2 separate regions of the Arabidopsis thaliana genome follow, and region 2 is linked to region 1. Evidence: chromatin contacts called from public targeted proximity ligation data. All regions are on one chromosome and are shown on one strand. The core of a region is the stretch at or near the end of the contact, and the rest is flanking DNA. Distances in the headings are between cores, read along the strand shown.

Region 1 (7,418 bases), core at 1,599-4,098:
CTCCAGCAAGTCTATGTCGACCAGAAGGAGCTTATCATCTAATCTCCTAACCTCTTTTACCAAAGTACTCAACAACGCCAAAGCTTCAACATACTCCTTGTTCTCCATCAAAAGAGCTGCAAGCCTAGCCTCTACTCGCTGCCTGAGGAAAGTACGCTTCTCAGCGCGGGTCCATTCGACCATCTCTTTGCAGAGAGTGATCTGGAGATCAGTTGTTCCAGGAATCTTTGCCACAGCATCAATGATTCCTCTGACGATTTTCGCAGTTTTCGCCTTGGGGATTAAGGAAAAGAAAGGCCTCAACTTGGTCAACAGTTTCCGGAGATCCTCACCTCTCTTCTCTTCAGTCAATCGATCACAAAGGTTTGTAATCGCTTGCTCCTTGATCCGTATAGCCTCAGGAGATGAAGAAGGGTCTTCCAAAACCTGGTACAGTATCGTAATAGCCTCCGAGCTGTTGGCTTCTAAAGCCAGGGAAATCGTCTCTGTGGTAGCACGATAGGAAACCATTGTGGGTTTAGTGCAAACTCAAATCCCTGCAACAATAAAGCCATAGACCTGTTAATGCAATGTTCAAATATTTCTCCTTTCAAGCTTATTGATACTCTTTAGGTTTCACATCACTACAAAAACAAATCCATCTTCGATACATTACCAAGATAATCAGATAAAGACAAGCCACGATGGTAATTTATCACTGTAATTTATCAACTCTTCTGTACCTAATGATCAAGACAAGCCTAGAGATCTATCAAAGACAAAGATACAACGAGGCTACAATAAGTAATACAGGAACTGAATTACAAAGCCTATGAAACTATAACCTAATTTTTAAGTAATAAGATGAATCACAGAGACATAGTTCAGTAATTACTAACTTATTCAGTTCGAATTCTTCGACTCAAATACTTTTAAGATCTATTTAATTTTGTATTCAGCTTCTTTCAATCAGAATTAGAACATCCTCGGGCCCATCTTCACTGAGATCAACTAAATCGAAGAAAGCTAAACCCTAGAACTATCGAGACAAGGAACCAGATGTGGTTTTTTAAAACATCGAAAACAATACGCATACCAAAACCCAGAATTAAGCAGATCTGATAAGCAAACCCAGAAGAAGAATTAATGAAATTTCGCAAGAACAAGACTTACCGATGAATCGTCGGGGGCGTGAGATTTTGGTAAAGCTTTTCGACGACGGTATAGAAGAAATAAGAAGAAGAAGATTCGAGAGTTTTTTTTGGCTTGAAAGAAAAGATAAATGGACAGTCTTCTCGTAGTTTTACAATTTTTTGAAGGGTATATTTGTCTTTAGATGCTGAAATCAGGAAATAGAGAACGCTTAACAAATTCGGCGTCTTAAAATCTAGCGTTTCGGATTCAGAGTTTGAAAACCAACGCCAGACGCTGCAAAAGATCCTGGTGCAAACGCTTGTCGTGAAAACGCGTTTTGTGATTCAGGCCTAGTGGCTCAGACTAAAGGCCCAATATATACAAAACTCTGATCCGCCTTCTTTAGGTAAGGGTTCGATTTTATTTGTTGTCTTTTGCTTATTTCAGTTTGAGTCATTTACCTCAAACTATAATTCACATTATATGTTACATATGTAGCTTTCTCAAACTGTCATAAATTTCACTATGCATGTAAATGATTTAAATTTATTTTAGAGTAGGGTTTTTCACTACATCATGCATGTATCTGTTCAATCGAAAAGTAACAAATAAATATTGGAAGGTAATCAAATCATTCGTAAAAAAGAACTCCCAAAAATAAAACAATAACAACGAAAAAAAAACATGGTTAATTAGTAAACTCAGACAGACACATAAAAAACATAAATAAATGTTTTATATATTAAAAAGAGTCATCAAAAAAATTGAAAGTGTTGAGACTTTGAGAGATCGATGTATATGGGTGTGTATATATGTATATTAAGCTTAGAAGGTGACGTCAGGGACGATTCCAAGCTCCTTGAAAACTTGAGGGCATTCAGCGAGAGGAGTCTTCCTCATGAACCCAAGTGGGTTAATGGTTCGAGTCTCGTTGGAGACAATGCCATCATTGGCCGTGAGACTGATTCTGGCTGCGTTTCTTAGGAATTCTTGGTTGTTCACGTCTCCACACTCTGGGTCAGGTGATTGGAGGAGGACGATCTCGCACACTTCCTCTTCGTGGTCACCCATTACTTCCATCTGGTAGTTACCGGCGTTGTCGGTCACGGCTTCTTTGGTTAGGGTCACTGTCTGGTTCTCACGACCCTTGCACTCAAGCTTTACCTTTGCCCCTGATATACACACAATAACGTAATTAGTTTTTCTTATAATCTTGCAACACTAACTCTTAGAAATGTGACTAACCACATTTTTATAAAATTTTAACATTGTTAAAAAGACGTCTATATATGCTTGTAATCATTTTTGTGAATTTTTACTACACAATTCTAACCATTGACCTATATACCATAATGGGATCGATTTTTTATCAACCAATATATTTTGCTATTGACAGTATGCTCAACAAATGAATTTGATTAGAGAATGTGGTTAATTACCCTCGAGAAATTTGCTGATACGGGTGATGAATTGGACACGGCATGTGTCGCAGTAGACGGAGCCCTTGATGTGGAATTTGTCAAAGTCGTCGGCATCAGCTGCGGTGAAGTGAACGAGGGTGGTGAAACATAGGGCAGAGGCAAGGAAGACAATGAAGAATTTGGCCATTATGCCTTAATCCTTTTTTTTCTTGTGTTTTTACTTCGGTCTTCTCCTCTCTTGGATTTGAGAGTTTATTTGTAAAATTTAGTTTTTAAGGGAGAACAAATTGTAAGCTTTGGTTGAGAGGAGACGCTATGATAGATCCAACCAAATATCTCCTTTTATAGAGAACAAATAGACAAAACAACAAAACCATGTGATTCTATATCTATTTTTGGAAGTTTTTTTGTTTATTTTTGGTGTTTTTGTTCTTGAGTTTTGTACGGCTGTGTTTTCCTTGAACCCGATCTTTTCTCATTGCCATCTGTTTTTCTTTTCTGTTAATAATTCTTCATAGATTCCGTTTAGGTCTTTTTTGTATGAGGATGGTTTCCCAAATGTCAATCTATAGAATCTTATGTATGTTTAGACCTCCACTAAAAAGATTCAATGGGGGTGGAGAATTATCTACTAGACCCCAAAGTGAAAGTTTTATTAGTAGTAAATGACTAATTAATCTGAGCCGCACATGAAAGCTTTTGCACAATTTTCTTTGAATTAAGAAAAATTCCAAAAACAAATTGACTAGAAACAAATGTCTTCAGCTGAATCTGTTATTTTGAAGAGTAGAGGTTGAACATATATAACTTTTCTCTTTAAGAAACCTTAATCTATAATAACATCTTTCAAGTGTTGTATCATCAACAAGCTAATACAAGAAAATCATGTACAGATGAATTGGATTGTACTTCTTCTGATTTCGCCAAGAAAAAAAATAGAAGAAGCAAAGATGCGAACATTCTTGATCTGCACCGATCTCCCAAACTGTATGGTAAAAGCAAAACACAGGAATGGTTCAAATGTCGTAGCACACTCAGCATTAACGGGTCAAACACTCGAAATGCTCACGATTTATAAGCTGGCGGTAATAAACGTGGAAGACTCTTGCTGTTTTATACTATCTGCAACGTGTGCAATAACTCCAGCTCCTGCTTTGTAAAGTCTTTCACTTTTCACCTGAAACAAGACTCAAAATCTCTGTTAGTCCATGTTTCAAAGAATTAAAAAGCTCCAAAGTGAAGATGTTGGAAGTTTACGTGAATGTTGTTATGAGCTAAGTAAGGCCAGAAGGTGGAGTGGAAGCTGACATCAACTTTCTTCCACCCCAACCTCTGCAGACCGCGGATCATTTCCTCTGCACCAATATTTGTATAAATTGTAAATCTCATGCCGATTTAGAAGAATCAATCAAATGTTTGGGCTAATTCTACACCTTCCACAATTTCATGATACTCAAGTGTGTTCTGAGGGCTAGGAGAGCTTTGTGCGGCCTCCTTGGCTTTAGCAGCTTCTGGAGGGAAATGGGCACCATCTGATGAAACAGGTGGACAGTATTCAACATCAACAACATGCTTGTATCCATCCAGAGACCGGCGTGAAGGCTATATTAAAACAGGGGAAAAACATATCTATCAGATCTCACTCGTGACAGCTAAATAATTTTCAAAGTTTCATTTGACTGGTTACAAGCCACAGAGAGCTTCTTGCACGAAGCTACTTGAGATAAATGAATTGCCGAAAGTATTTTTGGTGATTCTCTACAGACAATTGTTTCATTTCTTAGACTCTTTACCTCTATGAAACTTTCCCTCTATGATTACTCATAATTCCAAAATTCAGGATAAGTTAGCTACCGTTAGCATTTCACAGCAAGCTAACTATCAATATCGATGACCCCATCATCTAGCTAGTGTGTGCTACACGTTTCAGAGTCGAAATCAACTTACATAATAGAAGGAACATGAAAACAAGTGGGGTAATATTAAATAGAAAGGTTCCATTGCTTCATATAGCATGAAACGTACCTTGATAAGTTCAGTTTCTCTCCTAATGGAAGATGTACGCCAACCAACCATGTCTACTTGATGTCAAAGGAAACAGTTCAGAAAACAAATGCAGACACAGCTAGGCACATCTGTACTAGTTAAACAGCAACAGAAATGCACAGGATACGGTCATAAGATACGTTTGCATATATAATGCGACTTCGAAATGCCCCCAGCGCCGATCTGCCAGACAATGAAATGCATTAGGATTACAGATAAGTCATTAAGGGGTCGAATGATTTAAATTGGTAAGAGCATTACTCACAAGAATTTCAGATCTTCACCATCAGATGCCATCCTCAAAAGAAGAGGTGGTTTATCAGCTTTACCATCAGTGAGGAACAACTGACTACCAGTCCGACCAACAAAGAATGGAGCTATTGGTGCAGCAAGTTTCTCAAGAATAGGAACTCCCAACAGAAAAGGCAGCTGATACAAGGGGTTCCAGAAAAAGAGGAGAGAATGAGATAGAATTTACAGGGATTATCAATTAATATTCATCACTCATCAGTCTAGACACTTAGGGGACCAAATAGCAAAAAACGCAAGACAGTTTTGATGAAACTTATGATATCTGTCTGAACACAAGGAGAAGGTAGATGAAATTTACATGTGAAAAACGACTAACTACTTTCTTAATTACGCATACACCACATCTACGTACAGGTACTGCGAGATATATATGAAACTCTTTGATTCCAAAATTCCAATTATGATAAGTAGAGAAGAAGAGAACCTGCTTTCTGCCTCTCACTCCTAGATGAGGTGTTGCCAAAGTGATGAAATTAATCGGTTCTAGCCCCGCAATCCTACCTCGCAGAAGATTTGAATTGCCAGATTGAGAGACAGCAACATCACTTACTTGTGCCATTGCTGCTGAGTAAAGAACAGCAACAGCATGTCTGGAAAATAAGCCACCGAGGGAGTGGGCTAAAAACGAAATCTTCTTTAAGCTCTTGCTCTTTTGGACAACTTGTCTAACCTATTCCTCTCTCACATCCAGAATGGGAACAGAAATCAGCTCATGTACTGAAGTTAAGGGCTAGAAAACCAAGACCTACCTATACACGAGGTGCAAATGAAGATATTAAAACTCACCTCTTCTGCTAGTCGTTTTCCAGCTCCATCGATCCCGCCAAATGTTTTAGTGAAGGTATTGGAAGAACTTGCTGTGAATGTTCAGGAGAAACAGAGTAAATTAAAACACATCACGTGTGATCCATTCCACGCATAGCATAAAAGCACATGAGTATTATAATAAAATACAAAACTAAAGAAGAGTTGTGGTTCCAGACGAAAAGATCTTAAATTTTTCAAGAAAATGTATATTTCGCCTCTTGCCGCTAAAGATTATATAAGACCTTGAAGTGTTTTCAATTTTGTGCCCAGCACATGCATTCAACTTACGTTACCATTTCATTCCCAAAAATTCTCTTCTATTATACATACAATCCAACAACTACTCAACTAAACTAATAGATGATAACAATTTAGAACAAGATGAGCATACCATAAATCAAGAATCTTCTTCCAAGGCGTCTTTTCAGCTCAGCTTCTACGTAGAGCCAGTCGCTGGGACTGCAAGTAATTGTGTCTTAGTAAATTTGGAGTCTATAAATTATTCAATCTGAAAACAAAGTAGCAGAAATGATAGACATAACTTTCTTTCTTTTTTTTGACAATGATAGACATAACTTTCAAATTCAAATACTTGCAAGTTTCTATCCAACCTAAAACAAAACCATGAGGGTTTCCCAAGATGCAAACCCAGTACCATTCAATTGATGAACTACTTAGAAATAATACCTGGCCAAAATACCATGTACAAGAACAAGAAGATGATCAGGTTCATTTTTGTCATCGGAGTCGCCTTTCGATAGCGAAAATTTCCGTTGGGCTGTGGAACTCATTGCCTGAACCCTGCGTCCCTGTTGGTTCCAGCTTCTGTTTGACCCTTCTTAAAGAAAAATCAAACAAATGAACCCGCGGAAAAAGCTATAAAGAACAGAGCCAATTCTTAACCAAACAAATCATACTATCACCATTTCTACTTAGCTTCTCACAATCATTTAACATGTTCAAGCTTATTTTCGATCGCAGAAACAGGGAAAAATCTGTTTAAATAGACACCGAAATTGTGAGCTCTAAATCAAAAGAAAAACAGAGCCGATTCTTGACCAAACAAACCATACTATCACTAATTCTACTTGGCATATCACAATCATCTAACATCTTAAAATCTTCTATCTCTTGCAGAAACAGGGACAAATCTGTGTATATAGACACTGTAATTGAGCTCCTCCTCAATCTAAATTAGGCGATACTATTCTTCACCATCCTAAACAACGTCTTTGATCGAGAAATCCTCAGCTATGAAACTTTGCAGTACAATGTCAGGTCATTTCCAGATGTAACAACGCATCATTCGATAAACATGAACAAAGTAATCAATCCCTAAATCTACACGACAAACATCATTCGAAGATCAAAGCCTATTACCGAAATCGAAATTCAAAATCTCCGAATAACCACAGGAGCACGAGGATGAAGGCGAAGGAGAAGAAGCGGAAGCTGAAACAACGCCGGAGGAAAACTGCCGCGCGCTGCGAGAGCTTGGCTTAGAGAAACCGCCACGATCCGGTAAGTATCTAAAAGGAGGTTGTTGAATCCAAGAAGAAGCCGTAGACATATTGATGTTGAGCTTATATATAGAGAGAGGAGAGAAAGTCAAAATCAGAGAAAGGAGTGGAAGAAAGATCCTTGATTCACGGTTTCTGAGTGACGTCACGCTTCAGAATCAAACATAATAACTCTCTCTACGTTATCTTCTTCACAGAG
Region 2 (7,418 bases), core at 1,250-3,749, 34 kb before region 1:
GTTTGATGTGAGCAACCAAACCACTCTTCATAATCTTCTCCTTGTCGATGACTTTAATGGCGACTTTATCTCCAGATTTGATGTTTTGAGCTAAATAAACCTTTGCAAAGGTTCCGTGGCCGAGAAGCTTCCCAAGCTCGTACTTCCCCATGAGAATGTTGTTTCTTGGGCTCCTAGGACTCCTCGGACTCTGTGGGCTGATGTTACCATCTTTGTCTGTATCCATTATACCAATCCGGCCAAGAAGATCCGCCATGTATCGTAGAGCATACGGCTTTGGGTGCGGTGGTGGTGGCGGCGGCGGCGGGTCTGGGACGACGGTGGTGACCACCAGTGGTGGTTGAGCCAAGGCTTGAGCCATCCGTGTCCAAAGAAAGAGCTTCTGATTGGTTTGGGTTTTGTATTCGGGGGGTTTTGGTTGGTTTGTTTGTTTCTTCCGTTTGAGTCTCCTTGTTTGGTTGGTTGGGCAAACGTGAAAACGACCAAAAAGCCAAAAGAAAACAGAACGAAAATAAAATAGGGTTTGGTTGTTTTGGCCGGTTGTTGATGTTTGGCCTTACCTAATTTTGTCTTGTTTTATAACGGTTTTGGTTTAAATTATTACATTGAAATGGTCTAATAGTCTTTATTGGAAAATTTAATATATCATTTGACTTCGAAATTATCATAAATCCGTTTTTTGTTTTGCCAGCATATTTACACGTGTTCTAATTAATTTTTATCATTATAGAGAAATATAAATGTTACCTAAACACGCTATATGCCTATTACCTATACAGTATACACCAAGACAACAACTTTAAAATAAAAATGGTTTTATTTTGAATATAATTTTAGTAGTATATTTATTCAGTGAGAAAATTAAATTTATTTCTAATGTTTGAATATTTAAAACTGTAGAAAATAAAATAAAGATATTGAAACTTATGATGGTGTCGTCTTCGTTATCACAGTACAATTTGCAATGAACAATGGGTTTTGTGATTTTCGCTATGATATTTCTACCTCCAGCAGTTTATTCAGTGCCAGATAATAGACAGAACTTATCAGTAGCAAAAGGAACCTGATCGATCAGCAGATCATAGATAGGTATTCATAAGAAGTTGCCATCGTATGACACGGTCACGCTTTACTGAGTTAAATTTTATTTCTTTTGTCATCACTTTTAAATAATATTTATAACTCTTTTCTTGTGACGACAACCTATATGAATCAGAAATGTAACGAATGGTATTGTGGGAACCAGGTGTTGCTGCGTTGGTGCTTACGTGAGTTCGTGGACTTCACATCGCCGACCAAATCCGAGTTCATTTTTCCTTACAATAATTCCAGTTCTTTCTATAATATTATTTCCAAAGTTATATCCAAATTTGGTTTTCTACCTTCTATATATAATTCTTTTTATCATGTTTTCTAAATGGAATATTCTTTTCTACACTAAAATCCAAATCACTAATAACATCATATATATATTCACATTAGTTTAGTTTTAATGAAATGTACACTATTTGAAAATCATCTAGTAAACACTACCCTAGTAACTGATATAAATAACTATCGACAATTTGCCACCAAATTAAAACTACCTTTTTCTTATAACCAACATATTAATTGGTGCATGTAGATGTTGATGTTATATAAAAATGACTAAGAAAAAAGATGTAATATCAACAAAAGAATATACATGTTTGAAATCGACTTGTGATTTGGACTAACAAAACAAATAGTTATCGAGTAAAAGTAAAACTAAGTCTTGTTGAATAGCTTATTATATGGGTTGCTATCATTTGATTATCTCAAGGAAGTGCTATTTATTTAACCCTATCCATAAGCACAAGGAAGAAACACATAAGCGAAAGTCACTACTAACTTCAAACGACTCTTTACAATCTATAAGAAAAGAAGAAATAGTTTTCTAGGTATGACTACGTAATTACTGAGTATATATTATACTTTGAAATTAAATTTATTCAAAATAAGGCTTTTAATTAATTTAACTTGTAACTTTTCATAGAAGCTACTGTTCATATTTTCTTTGCTAGTCTTAGGTCTATTATATTATTGACTCACAACTTAAAAACTAGAAAAAAATTGTATAAATAATAATTACAATTCAGGGCAATTTTGCTTAAGAACTAGACAAATGCAAGGTAGTATGAATTAAGTTGCAACCAATTGCAATGAAACAAACAAAATTTAACATATTTCTTCAAATTACTATTATATTTTTTTAAAAACTTTAGAATGTAAAGACATTAAATTGTAAACAAATAACAATTTTTTTCCTGTTTTATCATCTAGTTTTAGGAGTTTGTCTTACATTTGAAGATTAAAAAAAATATCCAAAAATTAAAAGCAATATCATATAGCAATCTCGCATTGTTTTGGACTCATTGCACAATAATTTTAGTTATTGGGCCTTTAGTAATAGATAAACGATCCAATTTATAACTACGTCGTTTTAAAAATATAACATCCCAACTGGGTTCTGATTCGGTGGATCCAAGTTCGGGTTGCAATTCGATTCAGAATCAAACCATTTTTGAAGAACCCTAAAAGTTCTCTTCTTCCCCCAAATTTGAATTTGTTCTTGCAATCGGATTCGAAATCCGAAAGTCTTAGTCTCGAATTTGAGCTCAACAGTTTCTTATGGCTCCGAAGAAGTCTGAAGGAATCGCTTTGCTTTCCGTTTACAGTGATGAAGATGACGAAGAGATGGAAGACGCCGAGGAAGAGGAAGAAGAGGATGAGAAGCAGAGAAATCAGGAAGAGAGTGAAAAAATAATTGAAGAAGATCAGGTAGAAGAAGCGAATTATATGGATGAAGAAGAGAAAGGAAGAGGAGGAGAAGATTCTAGAACGCCGAGGCTATTAGATGGTGTTGGAGCTTCTTCTAGTGCTCATGGGACTCCTCGTTCACTTGATAACGATGAATCATCGAGACCTGATTGGAGTAATCGAATGATTGGTGAGTCTGGAGTTGCGGATGGTGAGAGAGGTGATGATGCTTCAGGGGAAAGTAGTGATACGTTATTGGATCAGTTTCTTCCGCCAAGACCGAGAGAGAGGTGCTCTGAGGAGCTGCAAGTAAGTTTCCTGATGATGCTTCAATGTTCTAATTTTAAAAGTTTAGGTAGGCAAGAACTCATTGGTGTGTTGTTTGGAAATAGCAGTCTTCTAAACTGATTAGTTTGTGATTCTAAGCTGATTACTCATTGCTCTGAGGAGCTGCAAGTAAGTTTCCTGATGATGCTTCAATGTTATTTTGAAACATTAGGTAGGCAAGAACTCATTGGTGTGTTGTGTGGGGTCTCTTGGTACGTATGGTTGGAAATAGCAGTCTTCTAAGCTGATTAGTTTGTGATTCAGTTACAAGTTGGTCTGATATGTATTTTTTTTTGTTGTGTTTGTAGAGGAAAATAGATAAGTTTCTGAGCTTGAAAAAGATGGGGAAGAGTTTCAATTCAGAAGTGAGGAATAGGAAGGAATACAGGAATCCTGACTTCCTATTGCATGCTGTATCTTACCAAGACATTGACCAGATTGGTTCGTGTTTCAGTAAAGATGTATTTGATCCCAGTGGATATGACCCAAGTGACTTCTGTGATGCAATAGGTAACTCCACCTTTTTGTAGCTTCTTCGTTTTTTTCTTCTCTTTTCTTGTTTACTCTTGTCTCAGTAAGAAGCATCTTTGATATCTTTTGCTTATAATTTTGATACTCTGTTCAGTATCATGCACTCATTATTACTTTAGTAAATTATTGATGCTGGTCACTATTATTACTATATTCTGCGTTCTCCATATTTCATGATTTGTAATGATCCTTGTTTATGTGTTAATTACAGAAATCGACATGAAGAATGAGAGGGAAAGGAAGGAACAAGAAAGCAAGAAGAACCAGAAGCTTGACTTTGTTTCTGCTGGTACTCAACCTGGGGCGGTTTTCGCTGCTCAAAAGCCTAACATCCCCATTCCAGGTGTGTGAAAATGACTAGGTGTCTGATTGGTTAGTTATTTATCTCAGCTACATCTCTGCAAAATATGATGAATTTTTTTTCAGGTATTCCAGCTTTAGCTACTAGTGGATTGCCTTCCATACCAACCGAAATTGCTGCTCGTGATGGTAGACCGAACAAGAAATCCAAATGGGATAAGGTTTGTTATCAGATTTAAATATCTAGAATGTGACTATATGATGATTTTGGCATACTTAGTTCTTCGCTTATTTCATTTTATGTGTTTATGGTTAAATCAGGTTGATGGGGACGTAAAGAATCCTCCTCTAGCAGCTGGAACTCAGGATTCTATATCCTCAATCCGGTCTAATGCAGCTCTTGTATCTGCTACAAGTGCTGGTTCTGGATACTCAGCTTTTGCGTAAGTTATATTGTCTGTTGTTTGATTTGTAAACTAATACAATCTTGAGCTATTCCTCAGTTAGATAAATCGGATAATCATTTCATTAACCATACAGGCAACAACGGAGACGAGAGGTGGAAGGAAGAAGATCTTCCGAGAGGAAATTGGAGAGAAGAAGTTGAGAGACATAACCAGAACGAAGCTTTTCTATGTTGTGATTCATGTAGCAAGAGTTTCTAAAGAGGTTCTAGTTCAATGTTTCATAACGAGTACAAACTTAAAATCAATGATATACAGTACCTTCATTCTTTTTTTGTACTAACGGGTAATCAAAAATTTCAGACCAGACACTATTGTTTTACTTTCAAGGATCAAAATTTACACATACACTCAGGACATCTCGGTTGTCTATAAATGCTGCGTCCATAAGGCCTAGTACGAAGCTTTTGGCCTTCCTCTACCATTTTTCTCACACGATCTTCAAAAATCTTCCACTTTATTGTTTCACTGTCTGATAAGATTGCTGCAAGCCTCTTCTTGTTAGGTCTCAATGTTGGTGCCTGACCGTTTCCGTAGTAGTTTCTAAATCCAGACACTAAGGATGATAGTTGACTCCCAGAATCAGTCATTGCAAAGACATCTGATGCTATACAAGCTATGAAATCTAGTGCAGCTAGCTGCAAAACAGCGTCCGAAAACATCGAAATGAAGTTTGAGCAAGAACAGAGTAACTCGGGAAAAAGTAAGTTTAAGATTGTTTATATCTTTTTACCTGAGAAGAGAAGTTCTTGAATGGCGCAAGTTCTTGAGGTGTAAGGAGAGTTTCTTTGGTCGCGATATTCGGGTACAGTCTTGTTAAAGGAAGCATACGAGAAGAGCCTCCATAGATTTGAGATCCAGCTAAGTAAATATATGTTTTTCTCTTGAATCCAAGACCAGCAAGAACCAGAGTTGCTTCCTCTGGTGTTAGTGGACACTTGCCCGTTTTTCTTAACTCTTCTGGGGACACTGGCCTGAAAAATAAGAAACAAGATCTGATTAGCTTTAAAGAACATTGAAGAGGGCAAAAGTAGAGTTGTTTCATCTATCGTTGTACTTTGATTTCTTCAAACGTTTGAGTAGAAGAGGGAAATGATCTTCACGGTAAGCTTGAAGCTCTTTGCGCTCGGCTTCTCCTCCTCCAAAATCGCATAGAGAATAAGCAACCATGTCTTCTTCAAACCTTAGATGCAAAGCAAGATACTTCAACGGTTCTTCTTCTCCTTTAACAGTACTTTTCACCATGGATTCACCAAGTAATGCTTCTTCCAATCTGCTACGCGATGTTTTGAATCTTCTTATCCGTTTCACCAACAGAGATCCCGCTTCTTGAATCTTGGGCGCGAATTTCAGCGCGTGAAAGTTGCATTTACATCGTAATCTCTTTAAATGAAGCAAAAGAAAAAACCATATTATTTCTAAGAAACCAAGTGAGTACTCTAATTATGCATTCTCATTTTACCTGAACGTCAAAAGGCAATGGATCAAACCCGAGGCGATTCCCGTATCCGAAAAGATGAACCATTCCATACTTCTTTAACAAAGGAAGAACATGTTCGATGTAATCGACTGGTGTTGCCTCTTTTACAAGCTCCGTATCAGTAACCTATGTAGAAAAACAAACATTATGAATTTTGCATCTCCAATAAATTAGACCGGACAAGGAAAAAAGGGAGTTCAAAAACACACCAAGCTGAGATTCTTGTTATCAGTAGATTTTAGATGTTGAGGAAGATTCTTCACTATATTCACCTCATCTTTCAGATACTCGATAAAATGATCCTCTTGGTATATATCACCAAATTGGCTGCCATTTACGCACTTTCGCAAAATCAACAAACAAATTTTTTTTATAATAAATTTTGAAAGTCTTGAGGAGTTTAAAATACCTAGGATCTTTCCATACATTGCTGTAAAGAAACCGAGGAAGAACTAGAGTCGCGTTGAGCAGAGCAGCAACCGCAACAGCGTTACAGATCTGCAAGAAACTAACATTCACTATATATACTTTCTTGATGAATCAAATATATAATGATTACTTTGGTATATACTTACAGCCACGCGCTGTTGATTAAGGCCTCCATTTGCACTAACCATGATGTAACCATTGCTTAATTCTCTAGACCTCTCTAATGCCACAGCTGCTTTGTTATTATCTGCACAAGGCTTCCACTGTGATGACTTTGAAGATCTTTCCTCCCGGAAGTTTGGTGTATCGGGTTTGAATTCATTCTTGTAATACAAATGGAGAAGAAGATTATTAATGATTCAAACAAATAACAAATATAATTTCTTACATTTTCACTAACCTTTGCAAGAGAATCCGAAGCTAAGTTTAGAAGACGGCTATACATTTGAACTGGTGAAGCATCTACTGCTCCATTCTTAATTGACATAAACAAAAATTAAGAAGCAATAACAATGGAGGATGTATAAAGAAGATATATTTATTCTCAAACCTTATGCAAAGTCATATTGCTCAACCTTGAAATGTCTTGCACCACGGCTCTACTATCGGAATGAAAGATCGAAACCATAATGGAATCCATACAGAAAATGAAACCGGTGACTGAGATCATCAAAACTATCGACTTAAAGTTCCTACGAAGCCATGAATGTTGCTTCTTCCAAAATTTGTTGCTACTACCACTGCTTTGATCATGCTTAGATCCTTGAGCCTTGGAAACTTCACTTGCATATATTCTTCTACCGAGTAAGAGATCATTACCAGATAAAGAATCCAAACTTCTCCTCCCAAATTTCTCTTCTTTATCTATGGTTTCAGGTCGAGGACTTCTCGGTGATCCCTGTTTCCCCATTAATGATCTGTCTCTTCTCTCAGCTCATAAACTATTTAGGAAATGCAAAATGAATCAAGAACTCTCTCGATGTATGGCAAGCAATTAAGAGATTGATGGAACCAAAATATTCAACAATAAAATATGACAATTGGTGAAAAAAGTGTGGAGGAATCCCGACAGAACAAATTAATTCTAAGTGAAGCTAACATAGTTGTTG

The links.
Region 2: a targeted proximity ligation map of shoot shows a contact between it and region 1, with 14 read pairs. A contact is called at or near these places in 6 of 26 Hi-C or Micro-C datasets (callus, leaf, root and 2 more) and 2 of 2 datasets of targeted methods (seedling and shoot).

What each region holds. Positions count from the first base shown.
Region 1 is chr1:10,174,332-10,181,749 of TAIR10.1, reverse strand. AT1G29140 (Pollen Ole e 1 allergen and extensin family protein) reads right to left here and starts at 2,848. Exons shown (of 2, transcript NM_102655.4): 1 at 2,553-2,848; 2 at 1,525-2,285. The coding sequence starts at 2,721. The coding sequence ends at 1,939. It overlaps AT1G29120 (Hydrolase-like protein family), which reads right to left. Exons shown (of 12, transcript NM_001198181.1): 1 at 7,080-7,418; 2 at 6,387-6,534; 3 at 6,091-6,158; 4 at 5,679-5,749; 5 at 5,317-5,562; 6 at 4,846-5,009; 7 at 4,708-4,763; 8 at 4,560-4,615; 9 at 3,968-4,136; 10 at 3,792-3,889; 11 at 3,604-3,711; 12 at 3,229-3,519. The coding sequence starts at 7,269. The coding sequence ends at 3,607. It overlaps ATS9 (non-ATPase subunit 9), which reads right to left and starts at 1,448. Exons shown (of 2, transcript NM_102656.4): 1 at 1,153-1,448; 2 at 1-536. The coding sequence starts at 510.
Region 2 is chr1:10,207,803-10,215,220 of TAIR10.1, reverse strand. It overlaps AT1G29220 (transcriptional regulator family protein), which reads left to right and starts at 2,499. Exons shown (of 6, transcript NM_102662.3): 1 at 2,499-3,087; 2 at 3,414-3,615; 3 at 3,848-3,979; 4 at 4,063-4,157; 5 at 4,258-4,379; 6 at 4,477-4,701. The coding sequence starts at 2,650. The coding sequence ends at 4,543. It overlaps AT1G29200 (O-fucosyltransferase family protein), which reads right to left. Exons shown (of 9, transcript NM_001332841.1): 2 at 6,710-7,250; 3 at 6,456-6,632; 4 at 6,290-6,378; 5 at 6,090-6,207; 6 at 5,863-6,006; 7 at 5,458-5,783; 8 at 5,134-5,374; 9 at 4,733-5,038. The coding sequence starts at 6,796. The coding sequence ends at 4,733. It overlaps CIPK18 (CBL-interacting protein kinase 18), which reads right to left and starts at 540. Exons shown (of 1, transcript NM_102663.2): 1 at 1-540. The coding sequence starts at 361. It also overlaps AT1G09065.